Regions from separate parts of the Gossypium hirsutum genome. Here all the other regions are linked to region 1. Evidence: chromatin contacts called from public Hi-C data. All regions are on one chromosome and are shown on one strand. The core of a region is the stretch at or near the end of the contact, and the rest is flanking DNA. Distances in the headings are between cores, read along the strand shown.

Region 1 (2,873 bases), core at 326-2,825:
AATGATTACTAACCTTCTTTAAAACGCATCCCATCGGAACCTGTTCTTTTTGCTCTCTCTGATCCAGCAAGATCTACTAAATGTAACTTGGCACAAAGATATTCTTCACTCATAGAATCATTAGGATTTCCATCTCCAGAAACAGGGTTGAGTTTACGCATTTGCTCTAAGGTGATGGTGAATATTGCATGTGAGCGACTATACAACCACATAAGGAAAGCCAAAAAAAATTGTCATTATAGAAAATTATTACTTTGGCATATTACCTGAAATTTTGGTATATAAAAAATTATCAAAATTTGCATTTAGCAAATCATATAAAACCAAGAAAAAGGTAAAACTAAAAGAAGTAATTACTAAATAATACTTAATTTAACAAGAACCGAGAATGAACTAACCTTGACTGATTGTTCATGTTTGTACTCCCTGTAGCCCTACTCAAAGATCCCTGTTCTAAGCACGCACCCATTTCTTTTAATGTACTGACACTAACTTCAGTAGATCCTGCCAGTGTAATAACACCATCTGATGATTCACGAATCTGTATTGGCGGTTTTCCAGGGACATTTACTTTCCCAGTATTCGCACTTGCAGTATCTGATTTGTTCAAAAAAGTAGGATCCAACAAATCTCGCACTTCTTCTTTCAGGATCTTTACATCAAAATTAGATAAAAATTATGCATGTCAGGTCTAAAAAGTAGGAAGAGCTAGTCAAGCCAGTTGTGATACTTAAAATGATGCAAAGAATTCTCGATCACATAAACCAGAAGATATATTCATAAAATGGATATCTGATACACGAAGGGCGAAGCTTTTACAACAACAGGTATTACAGCAAAGTAGAACAAACAAAATGAAATGTTTGGTTCTTTAACAAACCTCAATGAAGGACACATGCAATTGAAATTCGATTTGATGTTTTAGATTTTCAATCTTGCTGAACAAAGCATTCATTACTTGAGGAATGATTCCTGTTTGAGAGCCACCTTTGAAGCCTGTGCCCATAGTATATGTTTTACCTGATCCAGTCTGAAATAATTTTTCAAACTTCAATTGGAAGGAAAATAAAAACAGCAATATTTAGGTGTGTGGTGTGAAAGATTCAGCTGTACCTGACCATAAGCAAGAACAGTAGCATTATATCCTTGGAATAAGCCATCAACAAGTGGCACAATGCATTCCTCAAACATCCAAGAAGGAGAACTGGTGCTCCCATACACATGATCAAATGTAAAGGAATGTGTCCCAATTTGTACCTGCAGCATAGCAAAATATTCATTAGTTAATTTTGATTGATCAATTATTCAAGCATCCAAAAGATCCAGATCTCCAAATACTTCAAATTAAACCCAAAATCATCCATTTGAAAGCACTTAAAAGAATTAAGGCCTGCATTCTAGTAAGTGACAGTACCTGAGGCTTTCCTGGGATGACAGTAACGCAGTCTTTACAACCTTGAACCTTCTCATCACCGATAAGTGGTCTTACATGAACCGCAACCTTAACACAACATTCCTCTGAACCTCCACCAACTTCCATACGAAACAGCTAAAAGAAAATTCCACAAAAAGAGAGAAGAAGAAAACCCAAAAAGTAAAATATTTTTTTTCTTCTTTTCCTTGTAAAAAAACCCTTCTCATGGAAAATGGGTTGCTGCTGTTGTTGTTGGGAAATGTAAGAAAAAATAGAAAAGGAACTGTAAAAGAGGGAAGGGTAGTTGAGGAATTAGAAGGAATGGGATAGCATAACCATAGAAGTATACAAAGCAGAAAGTTTAACTGCAGTGATAACAACAACTACTGTCATTTTCCTTAGCCTTCACATAAAAAATCGTCATGTAAAAGAAAAAGGAAAAGAACTTTCGTAACACTCTTTCCCTTTTTATCCTACTTTTTTGCTTACTGCAAATCTCAGTTTCCCATGTTCCTCTGTTTCTTATTATAACCTTCATGGAGTTTCGTTTTTGTCCTTGTCTTTACAGTTCTACCCCTTTTAGCTCCATTTTTTTCTGGGTTTTGGTTAAAATTTAAAAATTAAAAAAAAATGTAAAGAAAGATAAGTGCTCCTAAAACCACGTATTATGAGGATGAAAATTTTATCATTGTGCTCAGGATATGGTCGATAAACAGGGATGACCACGCCATTATCCTCTGTGGTAAGAGTATTATTTTATAAACGTTCGATAGTAAGTAATTCCACTCCCCCACCACCAATTATCAAGAATAAAAAACCACAGCACATAAGCCGCATGATTTGGAATCATATATAGCATTTCTAAAAGTCAAAACCACTTTGTTATTTGTATCCTACATTCTTTTTTTTTTATCATTCTCTGTTCTATGTAGAAGTTACTTGTTCAATTTTTATATTTTTTTATTCAATTATAATTGTTAAATTTATTAAGTAAAATTATACTATTTTTAAAATTTGATATACTTATTAAAAATTTAGTTATCAAAATTTAAAATTCAGAAAATATAAGAATTTGAAATGATCTAATTTGAATAAATAGACTAAACTTACACCTGTACGCCACTAGTAAACAAATTTAATTACTATCGTTTGGAATTAAAATTATGGACTGATTCGAACTAAAATGAATCAAATAAAAAATATAAAAATTAAATTCATAACTTTTATAAAGTAGAAAGACTAATAACAAAATTTAACTTATCTTTTTCTTACTAGATTCTTTTTTTCCTATAATTTTAATTTTTAAAAGATGATGTTCTAATATTACTTCCCCAATAGTTTAAAAACTGTATATGAAATCAAACAAGTTCTGAACAAAAAAAAAAATCAATGAAGCAAGCAATACATATTCATTTGTGACCACAGACCTCTATTATATGTTCTAATAAATTAAAGAAAT
Region 2 (3,019 bases), core at 306-2,805, 260 kb after region 1:
TTCAGTTTTCTCTTTGTGGTTAAAATTGATAAGCACAAAATTAAAAATATTTCCTAGTATAAACTCACCAACTTGAATGTTTATTATATTATTGATTTTGTAGTTTTAAATATATATATATTTTTATTATGATAAAGATTTATCACATTTTTAAATAAAAATTATAATTTTATTAAAATTTTTGTTTAATTAAATTTATTAAATGAATTTAGATTTTGTCAATAAAAACTTTATTGAATGAATTAATATCATAATACATAAAACGGTTAAAATTTATATTGAATTATATTATATTTAAAGTATTATTTTTATTAACTATGCAAGAATTACATTATTTTAGTTTTAAATATCATATGTTATATAATTTATATTGTATATAATACATTTATATAATATAAGCTAATATATTATATTATGTATATATTATCTACGAATTAATATAGTTATATTTATTATTAAAAATATAAAAATGACGAGTAGGGAGTATTAATTTACAATATGTCAAAAATCTTGTCCTATAAAAATACTTTAAAATGATTAAGAATTATTTTATTATTATAATATTTTGAATACCAAATTAATTGATATATTTTAATTATGCTTACTAATTAATATTTTAAATAATGTTACTTTGCATTAGTTACTTAAAGTAAAAATATTTAGTTTAAATCACAAAATTTAAACGCATAAAATCACGTGTAATGTACATGTCAAGGTAATCATGGGTTAAGTTAGGCCATGCTAAAATTTGATTTTAAAAGGAATTTTAAGCTTGAGTCCAAGCTCGGCCTAACTTAACCCAACCAATGATCTATTTTATTGTTTAAGAAATATGTTAAGAATGATTTTATATTAACATTAATTAAAGTTAAATAATAATGATCTTAAAGTTATTTAATTTTATTTTAGACGGATCAAGCTGGCCTGTCGTTAAGAAATTTTTACCCAAATTTAATTTAAGGTAAATTGGATAATCAAGCAGATAAATCACTGATTCTTGAATATATCTAAATGTATGATACTAGAAGTATAGTTCTTTCAAATACATAAAAATTTATTGAATTATGGCACACATGTGACTGAAAAAATTATATAAAAATATTTTTATAAAAATCAAATGAGATTTTGATTCAAATGACAAAGCTTTGAAGATTTTAATATCATATGTTTAAATCTTATATCATCATTTATTTTAGATTTAAATTATCTTTTTTTATAATTTTAATAAAAATACAAAATAAAAAACCCTCGACTTCTTAAATAATTTTTTTTAGACATTTTCCAACTCACTTATTGTGGGATCAACTCATGAGATTAATTGAATCGGAAGTAAATGCTATGGTTTGAATTTTATTTTGATATATTTATTATTCTCAATATATTAGGGTATGGTAGTTAGGGTTTGTAAAGCAACAGTATGTTTTACTTTTAGTTAAATAAAGTGAAATGAGGTATGATATAACTTTACTTTTTTTATGATGATGGAATGTGGTCCATAGACACGTGCAAATGATGCCATTGTCTTTCTAATCATGCCTTCCCACCGTTTCTTCCACTGTGTGGGATCCACTCCAGTTATCTATATCCGACTATCCCTTCTATTCTATACGTTTCATCTACGTACACATTCATTTTTCAGTTTTAATAATAATATCTTAATAAATATTTTTTAATTCAAAGTATTTTTTTTTTGTAATCACAATTTTTCATATCGGTTTTAAATTTTAAAATTAATTCTATTGAAATCGGAAGTGATATTGAAATAAATTTCTTTTAATAATGAAATTACAATATATTCAACTTTTTGTATTTAACCCCAACATTGTCCATTAATACTTATATTCACACACTTCTCTTCTTTTACATGAAACACACAAATGCAAATAAAATAATTGATGATGGTGTATTTTTCATAATATAAATACTATATTTTATTATATTTATTATGCGAGTGAACGAAAATATTTTATATTAAAAAATATATCAGTTAATGGTTAGTAGTGGAGTGAAAATGTTTTTTAATATAAATTGTTGATCCTTTGTTCAATTCTTAAATGTTCTTTTAGTTATTTTATTTAAAAATTATATAAAAATATAAAAAGATAAAATATCTTTAAAATAATATTAATTATCTTTTAAAATAAAAATATTTTAATAATTTTACATATAAATTTATGTTAAGTTTATTTATAGTATATATGTATATATTTAAAATGATATTTTTATATAAATTTTGAAATAGTTTATATTTTCATATTAAGCTGTTGTTGTTTGTGATATTAAAAAATCTCAATTTTATGAATTTCTAGAACGAAAACAAAACAAAACTGATACACACCCTTATTTTTCATTAGCTAAGGAAGAAAGAAGTTTGTAATTATTAGAAACATTCCAGCCATTTGATAAATTTTGACTGTCCATTCATAGGACAGCAAGTGTCCTAAAATCTGATCAACTATTTGCACAAAATTTGATTTTCCAAAATAAAATATTTTTTCATGAACATACATGCATGTAATTTAATGATTGGGTCAACCCAACCCTTATTCTCTGAAAGTGGAATAAGACAATGGGATTTTAAGTTCAGTTTTGATGAGCTGCAATTTTTCTGGTCTTTGTTCGGTGGTTTTTGGTCCAATTCTAGGACACCTCATTCGTTTCTGCTTTCGTTGAATCATTGCTCAGCTTTTGTTTTTCACACCGCAAAGGTAAAACTACTATAGAGTAACTTTTTCTATTAAAAAAATAAGCAAATTTAATTTATGCACGTTAAGATAAAAAGTAAATTAATTATATTATTAAAAATTTTATTTATTTATACTATTAAAAATTAATATGGCTGATAAAATATCAAGACAGTAATGCTTTGTGTGTCATGTGTATCTCATATTAATATACAATGACTAATTTTTAACAATATAAATTAATGAAAAATTTTAATATACAATGACTAATTTTTAACAATAAAAATAAATGAAAAATTTTAACAAAAAGATTAACTTACTCTTTAATCTAATAA
Region 3 (3,214 bases), core at 75-2,574, 420 kb after region 1:
TTTAAAATTAATATTATATATTAAAATATTAACAATAAGTTATAATAAATTATTTTTTTATATTTTTACTAAAATATCATAATATTAACTAATTTGAACATTATTTAAATACATATTTGTTACTTTATAATATCATGTCTAAAATGGACATTTTACTTTTCAAAAATACTTTTTGACAGCAATATCAAACACTTAAATTTTTCCAAAGCACTTCTCAAAAGCACTTCTCAAAAGTACTTCTCAAAAGCACTTCTCTACAGCACTTTTCAAAAGCAATGAAGAACTGGCCCTTAATGGTCGAGTAACTTAAATAAAAACTTTCAAATAATTAAGTAACTAAAATGAAAATTTATCCATATTTCAATAATTAATGATATAATTTACCATTTTATATATTATATAATAAAAATGATTAACAAATAAAAAAATTTCTATAAATATAAAATGATAAATTATGAATAGACATAATTACTAGGTGTAAGCTTTGTGTATCCCTTTTTTTTTTTGAGTGTCTGTTTCATCATATTCCGTATCTTGGAAAGCAAAGGAAAGAGTTCCATTTTCAAGTATTGGGATTGGAGGAATCCTTTTAAATTCCTCTCCCACATTCACTTTATAGCTAAAAATTAAAAAGTTTTGAGGGAGAGAGAGAGTAGTGTAAAGGAGCAAAAAAAGAGGCCACCGAAAAGCAATAACACCTTATCATCACAGCAGTGAAATTGAAACACCCAACCCACACGGATTTGCAAATTAGCATTACACTATATTGCATTCCTACCACTCATTCACCCACACGCCCATACCTAATAATAAAACCAAATGTTTCTGCATGTATTCTAATATTTAATTCATATCAATTGTTCATTCCATTCTTAAACATTTTTTACTATTATTATCATAAAAAATAATAAAATAAAAATATTTTAAAATGGAGAGGAATTAATTTATATAATGTAAAATCTAAAGTAATTTATATTATTAATATTTTAATAATTTAATCATTATATTTCATATTTTATTTATGTAAATATGAATGTCAAATTTAATATAAATTTAAAATTTTTAACTATTTATTTTATGTAAAAATTCAACTACTTAATAATTAAAATATTAATTTTATAAATAATTATGAAAGCGTGTATAATTATTTTGATTTTTACGGCATAATTAAATCGAATCTCTTCTCTTATTGCAACACTTATCTTTTCTTTTCTTTTTTTAAAATATGGGAAATCACAAGTCAACCTCACCTCATCATTTGGTCTCCGTTCTTCAAAGCACCACCGCACATCCCACTTTCATTCTTTTTCTTTTCCTTTAAAGTTTGCTTTTTTCCCCCTCAATCTGCTATATAATTCACTACTCTCCATCGTTCACACCTTCACCATGGGAAACATGAAGATGCACCAGCTGGCTTGTGGATTTTGGGAGCAAGAACCATTGCTCTCTCTTGGCTGTAAGCGTTTACGCCCTCTTGCTCCAAAGCTACACTCCAACTCTACTTATACTACCGTCTCCTCTTTCGACCTTAAGAGCTTCATTAGGCCCGATAGCGGCCCTCGGAAACTTGGCAATGGCCCCTCTGAAGACAACAACCGACATTCTCCTCCGGTACACTCCACCAGCCCCCATTCCCTCTATTACTAGCCTATACTTGCATACAATTATTTATATCATTTCATGTACCCTAGTAGCTTGGTTTCAGTCGGAAGATCTACAGCATAATCATAAGGTTTAAGGCTTTAAACTATGTTTCATCACTATTAGTAATGGAAACTCAATTAATGAAGTAAATATGATTAATAGTGTTTGAAGAAGTCTAACGTGAAAGTTGACGACATGTAGGTGGAAACGCACCCAGGAGGTACGCGGTGGAATCCAACGCAAGAGCAGATAGGGATTTTGGAGATGTTGTATCGGGGTGGGATGCGAACTCCAAACGCACAACAAATAGAACAAATCACTGAGAAGCTAGGGAAGTACGGCAAGATCGAAGGCAAAAACGTGTTCTACTGGTTCCAAAACCACAAAGCACGGGAGAGACAAAAGCAGAAGCGAAGCAGCCTTGGACTCACCCATTGTCCCAGAAGCTCTGCTCCCATTACTCCAATAACTTTGGATACTAGGGTACGTAAAAGTTAACGCTAAAACCTCTCTCCCTTTGATTTAACTATATTAGCTTTATGAAGCTTATCAAATTATCATGCATGTATAATAGGAGGAAACAATGGAAAGAGAGGAAGATAGTCTATGTAAGAGGAAGTGCAGAAGCTGGTCATTTGAGGAAAAAGATAGCAGATCGTCAAGTAAAGAAGATGAAAATAGAACTCTGGAGCTCTTCCCATTGCACCCGGAAAGCAGATGAATGATGATGATGGTGGTGATTGTGTAGCTTTTTTTTTCTATCCCTATCTTCTTTTGTTGCAGGGAAGAAGAAAGATACAAAGTTGTCTCCATGTACTCTAATGCATTATTTATTCCTGACTTGAGAACCAAATCTATTACTCTCTTTATTATTTCTCTGATCATCAGCTGGTGAAATGAGTTGTTTTTGGGTGAGTGATCCATCCTTGCTGATTATGGGATGAACATAATAAACTTGTTGAAATGGATAGGTTTTAGCTTGAAAGCAGTGTTGTGATCCTTGGACAATGAAGTCCCGCTCCTACTTCTTCCCTTGCCATTGACTATTGCCTTGGCTCCTTTGAATCTGGATCGGATAATAATTTTTTTGCCAAAATTGAAAAAGATCCCTCGATGGCAGCCACCAACAAAAGTAGGTGGGTCGGGGTGTTCTTCAGTATAATTAAAGTTAAATGCATGATCTATCTTTGTTATGATTCTCATTCTATTTCTTAGAAGACTTGTATAAAGTTGCAATTATATCTATTTGCTTCTCGTTGTGACTAGTGAGTTATTAATTGACGTAGCAAGGTTAAAGAAAAGAAGGAAAAAAGAATCTTGAAGTGGAAATGGTTGGTTCGATAAACAGAAAAATCCGTTTTCTATCCATTCAATATAAAATTTTAATTTTAATTATATCAATTTAAACGTTTTTACTTGTTTATATTAATTATAATCCAAAATAACTTGGTTTGCCTATTCATGTTGCTGTTGTTGTTATAATAAGTAATAGAACAAAACAATAATGTGAGATAAGTAAATAGAGAAAAAAAATCAAAACACTAAGTTTATTAATACAATCTGGATCTAA

The links. Hi-C and Micro-C count contacts between places; a contact is called where the count stands out from the background.
Region 2: a contact with region 1 is called in a Hi-C map of leaf, with 3 times the contacts expected there. The contact joins the enhancer-like site here to the promoter of LOC107917911 in region 1. A contact is called at or near these places in 2 of 34 Hi-C or Micro-C datasets (both in leaf).
Region 3: a contact with region 1 is called in a Hi-C map of leaf, with 2.9 times the contacts expected there. The contact joins the promoter of LOC107917111 here to the promoter of LOC107917911 in region 1. A contact is called at or near these places in 2 of 34 Hi-C or Micro-C datasets (both in leaf).

What each region holds. Positions count from the first base shown.
Region 1 is chrA01:28,185,349-28,188,221 of Gossypium_hirsutum_v2.1, forward strand. LOC107917911 (kinesin-like protein FRA1) reads right to left here and starts at 1,576. Exons shown (of 26, transcript NR_175000.1): 1 at 1,415-1,576; 2 at 1,114-1,257; 3 at 881-1,030; 4 at 399-652; 5 at 14-198.
Region 2 is chrA01:28,445,081-28,448,099 of Gossypium_hirsutum_v2.1, forward strand. No RefSeq gene overlaps it. Among protein-coding and RNA genes, the nearest start is that of LOC121220201, 47 kb to the right of the region's middle. Within about 2 kb of position 1,556, at least 3 of the 9 cell types and tissues checked have an H3K27ac peak or open chromatin away from gene starts, as enhancers often do. A contact at or near this core is called in leaf, where this site is marked.
Region 3 is chrA01:28,603,467-28,606,680 of Gossypium_hirsutum_v2.1, forward strand. It overlaps LOC107917111 (WUSCHEL-related homeobox 4), which reads left to right and starts at 1,325. Exons shown (of 3, transcript XM_016846493.2): 1 at 1,325-1,611; 2 at 1,846-2,127; 3 at 2,219-2,497. The coding sequence starts at 1,387. The coding sequence ends at 2,365.